Linked DNA regions of Sus scrofa: regions 2, 3 and 4 are each linked to region 1. The links are chromatin contacts, called in public Hi-C and HiChIP or PLAC-seq maps. All regions are on one chromosome and are shown on one strand. The core of a region is the stretch at or near the end of the contact, and the rest is flanking DNA. Distances in the headings are between cores, read along the strand shown. Region 1 has its middle 250 kb from the start of TRNAE-UUC. Region 2 has its middle 280 kb from the start of KLF4. Region 3 has its middle 310 kb from the start of KLF4. Region 4 has its middle 210 kb from the start of KLF4.

What was found. Hi-C and Micro-C count contacts between places; a contact is called where the count stands out from the background. HiChIP or PLAC-seq counts read pairs in DNA pulled down with a chosen protein or histone mark.
Region 2: a Hi-C map of epiblast stem cells shows a contact between it and region 1, with 2.2 times the contacts expected there. The contact joins two enhancer-like sites. A contact is called at or near these places in 1 of 47 Hi-C or Micro-C datasets (epiblast stem cells) and 2 of 2 datasets of contacts at active chromatin or transcription factors (alveolar macrophages and skeletal muscle).
Region 3: a contact with region 1 is called in an H3K27ac HiChIP or PLAC-seq map of skeletal muscle, with 5 times the contacts expected there. The contact joins two enhancer-like sites. A contact is called at or near these places in 1 of 47 Hi-C or Micro-C datasets (embryonic fibroblasts) and 2 of 2 datasets of contacts at active chromatin or transcription factors (alveolar macrophages and skeletal muscle).
Region 4: an H3K27ac HiChIP or PLAC-seq map of skeletal muscle shows a contact between it and region 1, with 4 times the contacts expected there. The contact joins two enhancer-like sites. A contact is called at or near these places in 1 of 47 Hi-C or Micro-C datasets (embryonic fibroblasts) and 1 of 2 datasets of contacts at active chromatin or transcription factors (skeletal muscle).

The regions. Positions count from the first base shown.
Region 1 is chr1:249,290,310-249,293,009 of Sscrofa11.1, reverse strand. No RefSeq gene overlaps it. Among named protein-coding and RNA genes, the nearest start is that of TRNAE-UUC, 250 kb to the left of the region's middle. Within about 2 kb of position 1,334, at least 29 of the 83 cell types and tissues checked have an H3K27ac peak or open chromatin away from gene starts, as enhancers often do. A contact at or near this core is called in epiblast stem cells and skeletal muscle, where this site is marked.
Region 2 is chr1:248,891,354-248,894,053 of Sscrofa11.1, reverse strand. No RefSeq gene overlaps it. Among named protein-coding and RNA genes, the nearest start is that of KLF4, 280 kb to the right of the region's middle. Within about 2 kb of position 1,328, at least 5 of the 83 cell types and tissues checked have an H3K27ac peak or open chromatin away from gene starts, as enhancers often do. A contact at or near this core is called in epiblast stem cells, where this site is marked.
Region 3 is chr1:248,914,720-248,917,419 of Sscrofa11.1, reverse strand. No RefSeq gene overlaps it. Among named protein-coding and RNA genes, the nearest start is that of KLF4, 310 kb to the right of the region's middle. Within about 2 kb of position 1,424, at least 11 of the 83 cell types and tissues checked have an H3K27ac peak or open chromatin away from gene starts, as enhancers often do. A contact at or near this core is called in skeletal muscle, where this site is marked.
Region 4 is chr1:248,821,245-248,823,944 of Sscrofa11.1, reverse strand. No RefSeq gene overlaps it. Among named protein-coding and RNA genes, the nearest start is that of KLF4, 210 kb to the right of the region's middle. Within about 2 kb of position 1,319, at least 35 of the 83 cell types and tissues checked have an H3K27ac peak or open chromatin away from gene starts, as enhancers often do. A contact at or near this core is called in skeletal muscle, where this site is marked.

The DNA.
Region 1 (2,700 bases), core at 85-2,584:
GCGGGACACAAGTCCACACAGTGAGAATTACTTGTGGAAAAACGCTGCTCATCCAATGCCAAGTTCTGCTCACGCACTTATAAGGATGTCAGTACCGTGGCCCAAGCTGGAGCCAGCTGCAAAAGCCATCTGGATTTAAAAGTCCTGAGACTCAACCCTCACGGCTGTCAGGGAAACTGAGGCCCAGGGAGGGACAGGGATAAGCTTCCATTCAGACCCCAAAGGACTGGCTCATTCAGGACTGGAATTTAGCCCTGTCACCAGACTGTCATTCTAGATAGTTAATACTAGAATTTAAGAACAGAAATTCGAGAGAATTTCCAAGTTTGCAGAAAAGCCATTGATTGTACCAGCTTCTGTGTTTGTGCCCGTGTCAGTAATAGCAGCATCTACAATGCGGTTCAATGGACATTTTTTTTTTTTTCTCCCTCAACCTGGTCATTTCGTATCTGACTCAGGGAGTGCCCTGTGGAAGTTTATGTGGCCACAGTGTCAATCAGATCCAAGAGAAGTGTTCTCAGTCAGCAAAGGTGGTCACTGTAGATAGAAGAACTAAAATCCTGATCCATGTTCCTTAGATCTAGTGAGAGTGACTGCTTGTAGCTTGTGTATGGAGGTCTGTGGTTTGTAGATCTGTGGCTAAAGGTTTCTGCCTACCCTCTGTGAATCACTAAATTCCAAAAGAGATTGAATATGATTGGTCAGAGCAGTGGTTGCTGGTAAACCAGCTCTCTAGAGGATGGAAGGGAAGCCTGATCTGTTGTATTTGCCAATATCTGTGGCGTAAATACTGTCATCATGGCTGATTTCAAGCTGTCAATGGTTTAAAAAACGACCTCACAGAATTCCTGAAAATTTAACGATCGGTTCTCATGGGCCTGTTCCGGCTGTCTCCCGCAAGCCTCTACAGCTCTCCCAAACAAGTGGATTGGGGGGGCGGGGCTGGGGAGAATAGTGGTGGATCCTGTTTAGTTCTCTGAGGTCAGACCTCACCTAAGAGGGTGTGTCTAGTTTCAAATCCTAGATTATAAGAGGAGCATTGACAAATTGAAAGTCGTTCAGAGGGTTGAGCAAGAAACAATCTCATCTAGAAAAAGCTGTTGGGAGGGAAAACTATTGCTGGGATGAGAATCGAAAAGAAGAAAAACAGTATTCTGGTCATTGTTTCCAGATCTCTGTGAGGCTGTGACTTCTTGTCCTGGGGATGAGGAGAGCTGTTCATAATTGGGAAGCTGATTTGAGCTCATCATAAAAACTTTTGGATAAAGCTGCTCAAAGAAAGGCAGGGTTACTGGAGCTTCAGCACCCGAAGTATGAAAGATGTGGGGCAACCACTAGGTGGGGCTGTAGCAGTGAGGACTCCAGCGCCCCTTCTAGTCCCTGGGAGCCCATCATGCCATGGAGTTGTCTTCCTTCTCCCATTTATTTAGTTTCATCCTCTTACTTTTTGTTCCATTTTTCTTTTTCTTTTCCCTTGGCTCACTTTCTTTGTTGTCTTTGGCTTACTTCCTTGATAAAGCTCCCTTGGACAGTGACCCCTACATCTTTCTGAAGAGAGAAGGCTAAGCCCCTGAGCTTTTTCCCGACCTTTTACATCCTAGGAAGAAAGTACAAGCCCTCCTTTCCCCTCATTTTTCTTTGCTTTCTTTTCTTTCTTTCAACATTCTCTGCTCCACATTTGTGATTGAAGAAGGGCAAATAAACAAATTGAAACTGAAACTGTGTGCTGGCCATAAAGTGAGGACATCTGGGAGGCTTGCAAGGAAATTTACATGCTTGTCGGGTTTCTGGTTACATATTTTGTGTTGCCTAGTAACGAACCCCACAGTTTCCTTTCATGCTTTATTCTCCCTATCCCTTGTTTATAGTGTAATTACCACTGTGACATCATAATCCCCCATTGAACAGCTGTCAGGGGGGCCCAACTGCTGAGTAAACAGGGCTTTACAATCTCTCCTCCCACAGGCTGGTTTACTAAATAGATCAATATTTGGTTTGTAGGCACAGGGATTAGGAGGTGGAAGTGTCTTTTGAAAAAGCCCTCTCTCTTCCCAGGACCTCCAGCGCACCTGAGAATGCTGGAAAGAAAAGCCAGGTTCATGGATAATAAAAGAATCACGGAGCTACTTTCACCTGCCTGTGATTTCCCAAGGAGCAACTTGTCTGTAAGAAGTGAGACCTCTTTGAGAATTAGTAATACCTTAGGTTCTTTCTTCTAAAGCTTAGACAATTCTACTTTCTTCCTCCCTCTCTCTGCCTCCCCCTTAGCTCTCCTTTCTCTGTCCTCAATCACATTTGAATTAATCTTTCTAAATGGATGTTATAGCCTCAGGGACTAAAAGAATGACATGTAGATAAACAGGAACTAAGCTCCTGAAGATCTCTCTCTAACCAACCCCCCCACCACCACCGTTCTCTCCACCCTGCTCCAGGATTAGAAGCTCCACAAAGAAAGCAGCCTCTGAGGTTTCTTTGTCAAACTAGAGATTCCTGGTTGAGAGTTTTGGAAAGAATGATTTAGATGTTTCCTCTCTGGGTCAGGAAATTGTGACTCAAACACACATAGGAGAAAGAACTTGGGAGTACTGGCCTCAGCATCAGGAGCTGTGAGTTCTAACCCTGGTGCTGATTGTAACTTGCTCTGTGACCTCGGGCAAGTCCCTCATGGATGCAACATTGAATTAGGTTGTAGGGGTCCTC
Region 2 (2,700 bases), core at 79-2,578, 400 kb after region 1:
TGCCAAGTTCTCGTCCAAAGGTCATCAGATAAGCCCCCCCACCCCCCACCCCCCCCCTGCCCTGGCCATTGTTCCCAGTGAGCTTGTCTCCCTTGGGTGCCCCAGCTCAAGCCCTGGGCTGCAATACTGCTTCTTTACTGGTCTTTCGGCCTCTGACTCTTCTCCCATCCCATCCCCTCCATTCTACAACCCACAGATCTTATCAAGCCTCCTATTTATAACCTCTGGATTGGGGTGCATGTACCCCATGGGTGGTCAGGCTGATGCCCTGAGTACAAAAAGACACATGTTGGCACTTTATTTACACGTATTTTATATCTCATTCATTTTCATTTCTGTGCATGTGTATATTTTACATGTTGAGCTAAATACCATTTACTGAGCCCTTCCTAGGTGCCAAATCTCCTGGCATTTATTCTCTTAACTCACATAATCAACATTGCAACTGTAAGTTATCACTTCCATTTTAAAGATGGCAAAACTGAGGCACAGCTATATTAAGTAACTTACCTGAGGTCACACAGCCCGTAAGTGGCTGAACTTGTACTCCCTTCAAATTATCTTGGTATCATAATTCCTGTATATAATATAGAAGTCAGTAAATGTGGACAAATTAGGAATGAACGCTTAAAATAGAGTTGTACAATTTTACAAGTCTGGACTAAATCTCTACTCTTGATCTTGGCCTCACCAAGCTGTTAGGACCTGACTGCTCCCTCCCTCAGCCCTCCTCTTTCTAGGCACTTCCCTCCCATTCCAGAAACACAAGTCTCCCAGGCCTCCGTGGAACTGTTATCTTGGTCCGGAATGCCCTTCCCTCAGGGCCTGTCAGCACAGGTGAGATTTGAACTGGGGAAAGTGTGTGCTTTTATGGGAAACTCTGTATTGTCTAAAGGACACCTTCCAGGTTATCTGAGAGATTCCAGGGGAGCTATTTTACAGCTCTGGAAGTCATAGAGAGCTGATAGGAATGCAAACGACTTCTTGTTTATAGACATGTAAATTCCATCCTGTCCCCAGGGATTCAGGCGACTTCTCCCTGGACCATGAAAAGAGCTGGTTTTGCCTCTATTTGCACATTCATTTCAATATCCCTCCTGTATACATTTGCCAGTTCTTTGGATTCTCCTTTGAACCGCTTATAGCATCTGCCGGGGTCCCTCATGATGAAAGCTTCGGCCCATGTCCGCTTACTGCCTTCATAAGGGTCATGATGCTGATGAAAGTTATCATTTTGTAAAAGTGAAGTCTGACCCGCAGCCCATGCTTTTTGCCCTCATCACATTCATTCACTGAAAACCTGCCTAGTGCTAGACCCTGTGCTGGGTGCTTGGGGTCAAGGGCAGGTCAAACACAGTCCCTACCACCTCCTGACTCCAAGGCAGGCTAGAGGGAGAGGCATAAGGACACAGACAGAAAACGTGTGCTCAAAGTGAGGAGTCCAGAACCCCAATTAGGACACAGAGAAAGTTTCCTGAGACTCAAGGTAAAACTTAATATAATGAGTTATCCCATTATGACAAATACTAAAATTCTATCCTCCCAGATTGGACAAAATGTAATTATATGTTGAATATTACTTGAATTAAGTGAAGTAAACCTTGGCAACATCTGGTTTCTCATGAGATAGGTTAGTAATGATATTTGGCCTGCACCAAACTTGAAATAATAAGATGCTTGAAATAATACTGTATCCTTTTCCAAAGAACATAGTTTAATATTTCCAAATCCCAGGACAAAACCGATTAGTTTGATTTATTCAAACAATAGTCAATCATCGAGCAGCCATCCCCATGGAAAGGAAAATACACACCTATGCAACAACGGGACCATAAAGCTTTCCCGACACAAGACAAAAGGAATGGGAACATGTGTGAACTTGAAATTAAACCTAAGACATGCATGTAACTGAACTGTGGGTTGGTTGCCCATATGCAAGTTTTTCTCTCCACAAGTCAACTGATTTCACTCATTTTTGTGTTCCAAGGCCTTGCCCAGTTAATTTATTATTCATTCATCCATCCATCATTCATTCCTTCTAAAATCTGCACTGAATGCCTGCTTGGACCTATGGGAGATTGAGGGGGTACATGATGAAAAAAGACTCAGCTCCTGTCCTCAAAAAAAGGCTTAAGGTCTGTGGATAGGGATGTGAGCAGAGCCCACATGCAAATACCCATAGTGCAGTTTAATCTATGTTATAATATAGGTTATATTCAAGTACTATGAGAATGAAGCAGACAAAGGAGACAGTGAGGTGTTTTGAGGAGGCAGAGAAATTTCTGCCAAAGGAGAAACACGAGCTAGGCTAGGCTAGAAAAATCTGAACTGACAGCTCACGCCCACTTTCAGGAGTACGTGTGTCAAGAGTGTTGTTCAAATATAATTTTCACAAAGCTAAAAATACAACTTTCTTACAAATATAAAACAAGAGTGTCAAACATTTTCTTTCAACTCTTTCATCAATAAAATGTTAAAAACCAGTTCAAATGAGAATCTCAGACAGTTGTTCTTTGTGGACAACTTAATTTTTAAAAATTAAGAATAAGATTCCAGATTAGATACAAAACGGGTTAATAAATAGTACCTTTTGGATTATTGGCAGAGGGGGTCCTGACCACGCTGAACCTTATCCCTAGGTTCAGTTATCCCTGGGCTCAATGTCCTACTAAAGACCTGCCAGCCTTGAGATCTGTGGAC
Region 3 (2,700 bases), core at 175-2,674, 380 kb after region 1:
CTGGAATTCAGGCTGACTTGTTTCTGTCGTTTTCATATCCCCAGTGGCCCTCCTGGTGGCATGTGAAGGCCTTAAGTCAGTGTATAGTGAAGGAAGGAAGGGCTTTATCCAGCTGAGACTCAGAGGAAGGGCAAGGACATTGTTCCCCAGAATTGGGGACAGGGAAGGAGGCTGACCTTTCAGAACTGAAACACTGAATCAGGGAATATCTATCGGCTGAACTGAAAAGTTGAGCCACCACCGAAAAGTTGAAGTTCCTTGGGTGTCGTCAGTCATGCTCTGGCTCCGGGTAGGCTCCTTCCTTGAGCCTGGGGTACAGCTAAGCCTCTCGCTGGGAGTCACAAGGCTCTAGCTGTTAGGAGAGAAGGACGGTGGTGTTCAGGAGCCTGACAGCAACCGGCTGGGTCTCTCTTCAGGACAAGTCACCCAGTATTTCCTGCAGGCCCTTCGAGCTTTCTGGCTTCCCTGGTTCTCTGCCTGTCTGTGAGCAGGGCTTCCTGCCTTCCCTCCCATCATCCTTCCATCCTCTCTCCCTCTTTCGCCTTCACCACCTTGATCATGCAATGGCTGGTTACACAAAAGCCGCAAATTCCGAGCTATATGTAGCATAGAGTGGCTGCTTGTCCCAAAATACCACGTCGCTGACTACAGCAAACACAAATTACAAGCTTTATCTAATCACAGTTATGGGACCGGTCATTTTTGGTTTCCAAAAATGACTGCGAGCGGCGCGCTTCTGCAGCTGGTGGTGGCACCGGCAGGGGTTTCAGATCTCAAGTGCACACAGATGCACTGGGAGACGGGCATCCCAAGTGACCAGCTCATAAAGGGAAATAGGAGAGGGAGAAGGAAGCACAACTCACCAGATAAACCCTGCTGCTGGCAATCTCAGAAACACACTATTTAAAATCATCAAGTTGCATCACCATGGCACCAAAGGTTATCAGCACTCACCTCCCTGGCACACGATTTCCTGACATAAAATGTGACACCAGAGTCGCTCTTGACTGGCCGCACTAGGGACCAGAGGAAGTGAAGCTTGCTCAGAAATCACTGATTTCGTTTGGGGCTTGAATTTGTTTCTTTTCTTTACTAATCTTTTCACCAAGAGTAGATGGCCGTGGTATCGAGAAGACTGCTAGACTTGAGGTTTGGAACCTGGGTTGGCTGCTGACCATGACCTTGAGCATGTCAGCCCACTTCTCTGAGTGACCTTCTGCATCAAGTGAGGCTGATAACTCCACCCAGCAACCCGGCTGCCAGGAGGGAGGGTAAGATGAGGGTGCATGTAGAAGTGCCAGCCACATATTTAGCACAAATCAGCCTGGATGAAAGGGATTTGGCCCCTGGCTGGGAGCTGGATGCTCCTTGTGCATCATTTCATCGTCAGCATTTTGACTGCTTCTCACTCCCACACGTGTGGGCGGGCAACAGGCAGGAGAGGGCCCAGCTTCTCCCCTCCGCACCGTGATGAATTCGGCCTGTGACTCAAAGTGTCAAACACTATCACTCAAATTCAGCCAGTGTTCCACTGAGATTCCAGGGCACTCGCGTGCCCTCAGAAGGCACTCTCTGTGAGCTTTAAATAGCCCAGAGATGTGCTGAGCCACTCTCTCTCTCTTAAAGCATAAAAGCACTGAGGAAAATACAGCCCTACAGATATCTGCATTCCTCCACACGAGGCCACCATTTCCAGAGGATGTGTGCTCTTAAAATGAGCCCCTTTGGTGGCAGCAGCTGAGAGCTGACTTTCTAGGGCCAGCAGAGGGAAGAAGAAGGATGGACAATTCCCCCCAGGGCTGAAAGTAGTAACAGTGAAACAATGAACCTCCGAACTCAAACTGACTTTCACTTCCCTAAACTATAAATAAATCAGCTTTTTTTCCCCCCTTGACTTCAATTCCACATTAGTCCTTCTCATGAATGGATCCTTTAAGAAAAACAACTGGAATCTGAGCATCAAATTCCAGCTGGGCAATGCTGGAAAATCCAGCACCCCCCTCCCCACTCTGCAAAGAGAGAGTGTCGGATGAACCTTCAAGGCTCCTTTAAGCTCTACTGTTCTATTCAGCGGGGGCCAGTTCATCTTGGGAAGTGGGTTGCAATAGGATCTTACACAAAGGAACACAGTTATTTTGACCATTCCTGTTGCAAGCTAACTAATTCCCCCTCTTCCCTATAGAGGAGTAATCCAGTTTACTAGAGATCATTTCTCAGCCTCTACTGCACTGGAAAAGGGATCAAGCTGAGTCAATTGAAGCCCCAGCCACAGTGCTGAAGGTCATTGATTTCTGACTTTAAAGCAGAAACCCTGGAAGAGATCATACTAACAATAAAAACCAGAATTTGCAGGATCTCTACCATGCATTGCCCATTGTACTTGAGTATTTCATACCCCTTATTTCCTTTCACCCTCAGAGCATTCCTGTGATGTGGGTGTTTTTCTTACCATTTTATCAACAATGAAACTGAGATAGATAAAGTCGATGTTTATCTCTAAATCTCAGAAAACTTACCCAAAGTATTTCTCCCTGTCTTCTGACCACTAGGAAGCTCAAGGTTAAATTGGGTCAAATACAAGTGCACATGGGGGTTTTTAGTTGTCATTTCCAAGTCTATTTTTTCTAACCTCTGTTTTCTTGTTTTCTCCCCGCCCTCCTTATAACTTATTTCTACATTTTTCCTATAGTATAAAGCAAC
Region 4 (2,700 bases), core at 70-2,569, 470 kb after region 1:
TTTTATTTGCTCGACTGTTTTATTTGGGGAAAGTGCTTCTTACAAAAGCGCAGCTGGAAAATGCAGGGACCTCTGCAACAATAACTTGTTATTTTTCTGAAAGGATGGGTGGGATCTGAGAAATCAAAGCAGGAGATGGACAAATCAGAGGCCTCGCCGAGTCATTTTCAGGACACGGAGCAACAAAACGCCAAAGCTAAAATTTCCAGTCAAGGCATTCTTGTTCTTTGTAGGAACTATTTACCACTTGATACAGTGTCATGTCTTCATTTGTGGGAAATGCACTAGAAGGAAAGTTCTGTGAGGACAGGGACCTTTTTGTTCTGTGCACTACTAAAGCCCACGTTCCTGGTTTTCCTGGTGCCTCATAGGCACGTCTGAAAATGAGGGAAGAAGGGAGGGAGGGAGGGGTTCCAGGGAGGGAAGGCCCTGGTTGGCCTCCTTTTCATGCCACGTGGTGTCTCTCCTGCAGACCGACCCCAGCCTGGTGGCCCATGCCTTCCAAGAGAAATGACTTTTGCTACCACTTCTTAAACTGCCATGGAACCAGTGCGGGCACCACATCGGGCCATGTGGACACGTGACTACCTTCATCTCACCAGCTCTGAGGTCTCTATCTGCTTTGACTCGGCCTCGACACGCATGATGTTCAGGGCTGTATCCCTCTTGGTTGCTGGGGGCTGTCCTCTACATGGGAGCGTGGTCACCGTGCCTGGCTTCTCCCCACCAGATGCCAGGGGTGCCCCTGCCCCCTGTGACTGCCAAAACATGTCTCCAGACATTGCCGTGTCCCCAGGGGGTGAGATCCTCTGTGTTCATCCTCTGAAGGCGGAAAGCGAGGCCCAGTGAAGCTGAGTGATGCTGAATGCTCTATCAGAGGCTGGCATGCACCCTGGGTCTGTCCTGCTTGGGAGCCAGCATCCTCCCCACCTCCCTGGCAGGGCAGGGCTGGCTCGCAGGGAGCAGTCACTGTGGAGACCCAGAGCCTCTGCCCAGGCCCTGCTGGTGTCCTGGCGACGGCAGAGCCAAGCCTCTGACGTGTGGGCAGAGCCTTCCCAAGCAGCCTGAAAAACACTTACTCACACTCTGGCCATGCCTGGGAAGCATCACCCGTGATAAATCATATCTCTTAATTATCTGCGATTTCTGGGGCCAGCCAAGATTTCCTTTTCGTGACAAATATTTTCTCTGAGATTCCTTCCCTCCACCCACCCCCCTCTCCCCCCAAAAGGAAAAGCAAAGCTTAAGGGGAGCCCAGGGCTGCTCTCCTCAGCAGGAGCCCAGACAGCTCCGGTCAGCTGGCCAGACCCGCCCAGCCCTGCTACAACTGGGTTCTTGCCTGGGCCTGTCTCTTCCCTCCGTGCTTTGAGTAGTGAAATCCTCAGGTTTCTGTTTTGTTTCTGTTTTTTGTTTTCTGAGAAGGATTTCTGAACATTCACTTACTCAGCTGAGCCCTGCTTGAAGTCATTGTCAGAGAGACAGGAAGATGGAAAGGGAAGGAAATGGGGTTGGGGGTGAAAAGGGCAAGGTTCAAGGTGCCTTGAACCTGCTGCAGAAAAAGTTACTTCACCCCTCTAGGGCCCCTGTGAACTGTAAGGACAGTGTCCAGGCTTCTCAGCCTTCCCAACTTCTAGCTCTTCACCCTCTGAGGCTTTATCTCCCCCTATTTCTCCCTATACCCCAGTCAAGTTGAACCCATTCACTACCTTTTAAATAAGATTTCACATGTTACTGTCTTTATAATGAATGCTTTTCTCGCTTCTCTTCTCAGAAAACTTCTATTCATCCTTTGAAACCCAATGTAAATATCCCCTCCTTTTCTAACCTCCTGCCCCATCCCTAGACCAAGTTCATCTCTCCCTCTTTGGGATCCCTCAGCAGCTTATACAGAAATCATTTTAACCCATTTTACCCTACTAGAGATATTTGTATAATAGGATTCCAGGGGAAAAGCTGAGTCAGAGACCAGAACAACCAAAGATTCTCAACAAAGACGTGAAAGATGTTCATTATTTTCCTCTAGGGTCGTCCTGTCTGACCCAGCATGGTTTTCCTTGGTTCAGTAACACATATGACTTCCATGGGTGCATCTTCTCGATAAAAAAAAACTTGCAGAGATGCTTTCTAGCACTCAGAGACCCTCACCTGTCACCTATTTTGTTCTAGATTCTGACGCGATGACACAGGCAACCGCTTTCTATGACAACAATGTGAGTTCTGGTTACCGTTGGTGCCATTGTTCTGGAGCCAGGTTCATTGAAGGCATTGATCCCAGTCTGTGCCTTCCTCTTGGCATATAAAGGTAGAGGGCAGGGGAGTGGAGTGCCTAGTCCAAGGTGGCACGGACAGCAGAGAGCTGGTGTTCACCCCAGCCAGTGAGCCTCCAGCCATGTATCCTCACCTTCCCCTCAGGCCACCCACAACCTGGCTGAGACACAGGCTGCTGCTCTTCTGGGTTGTTTTTTATTTTTTGTTTTTTGGTTTTTTGTTTTGTTTTGTTTTGTTTTTTTGTCTTTTCAGGGCCGCACATGTGGCATATAGAGGTTCCCAGGCTGGGAGTCGCATTGGAGCTACAGCTCCTGGCCTACACCAGAGCCACAGCAACACAGGATCTCAGCCGCGTCTGTGACCTACTCCACAGCTCACAGAAACACTAGATCCTTAACCCACTGAGTGAGGCCAGGGATCGAACCCACGTCC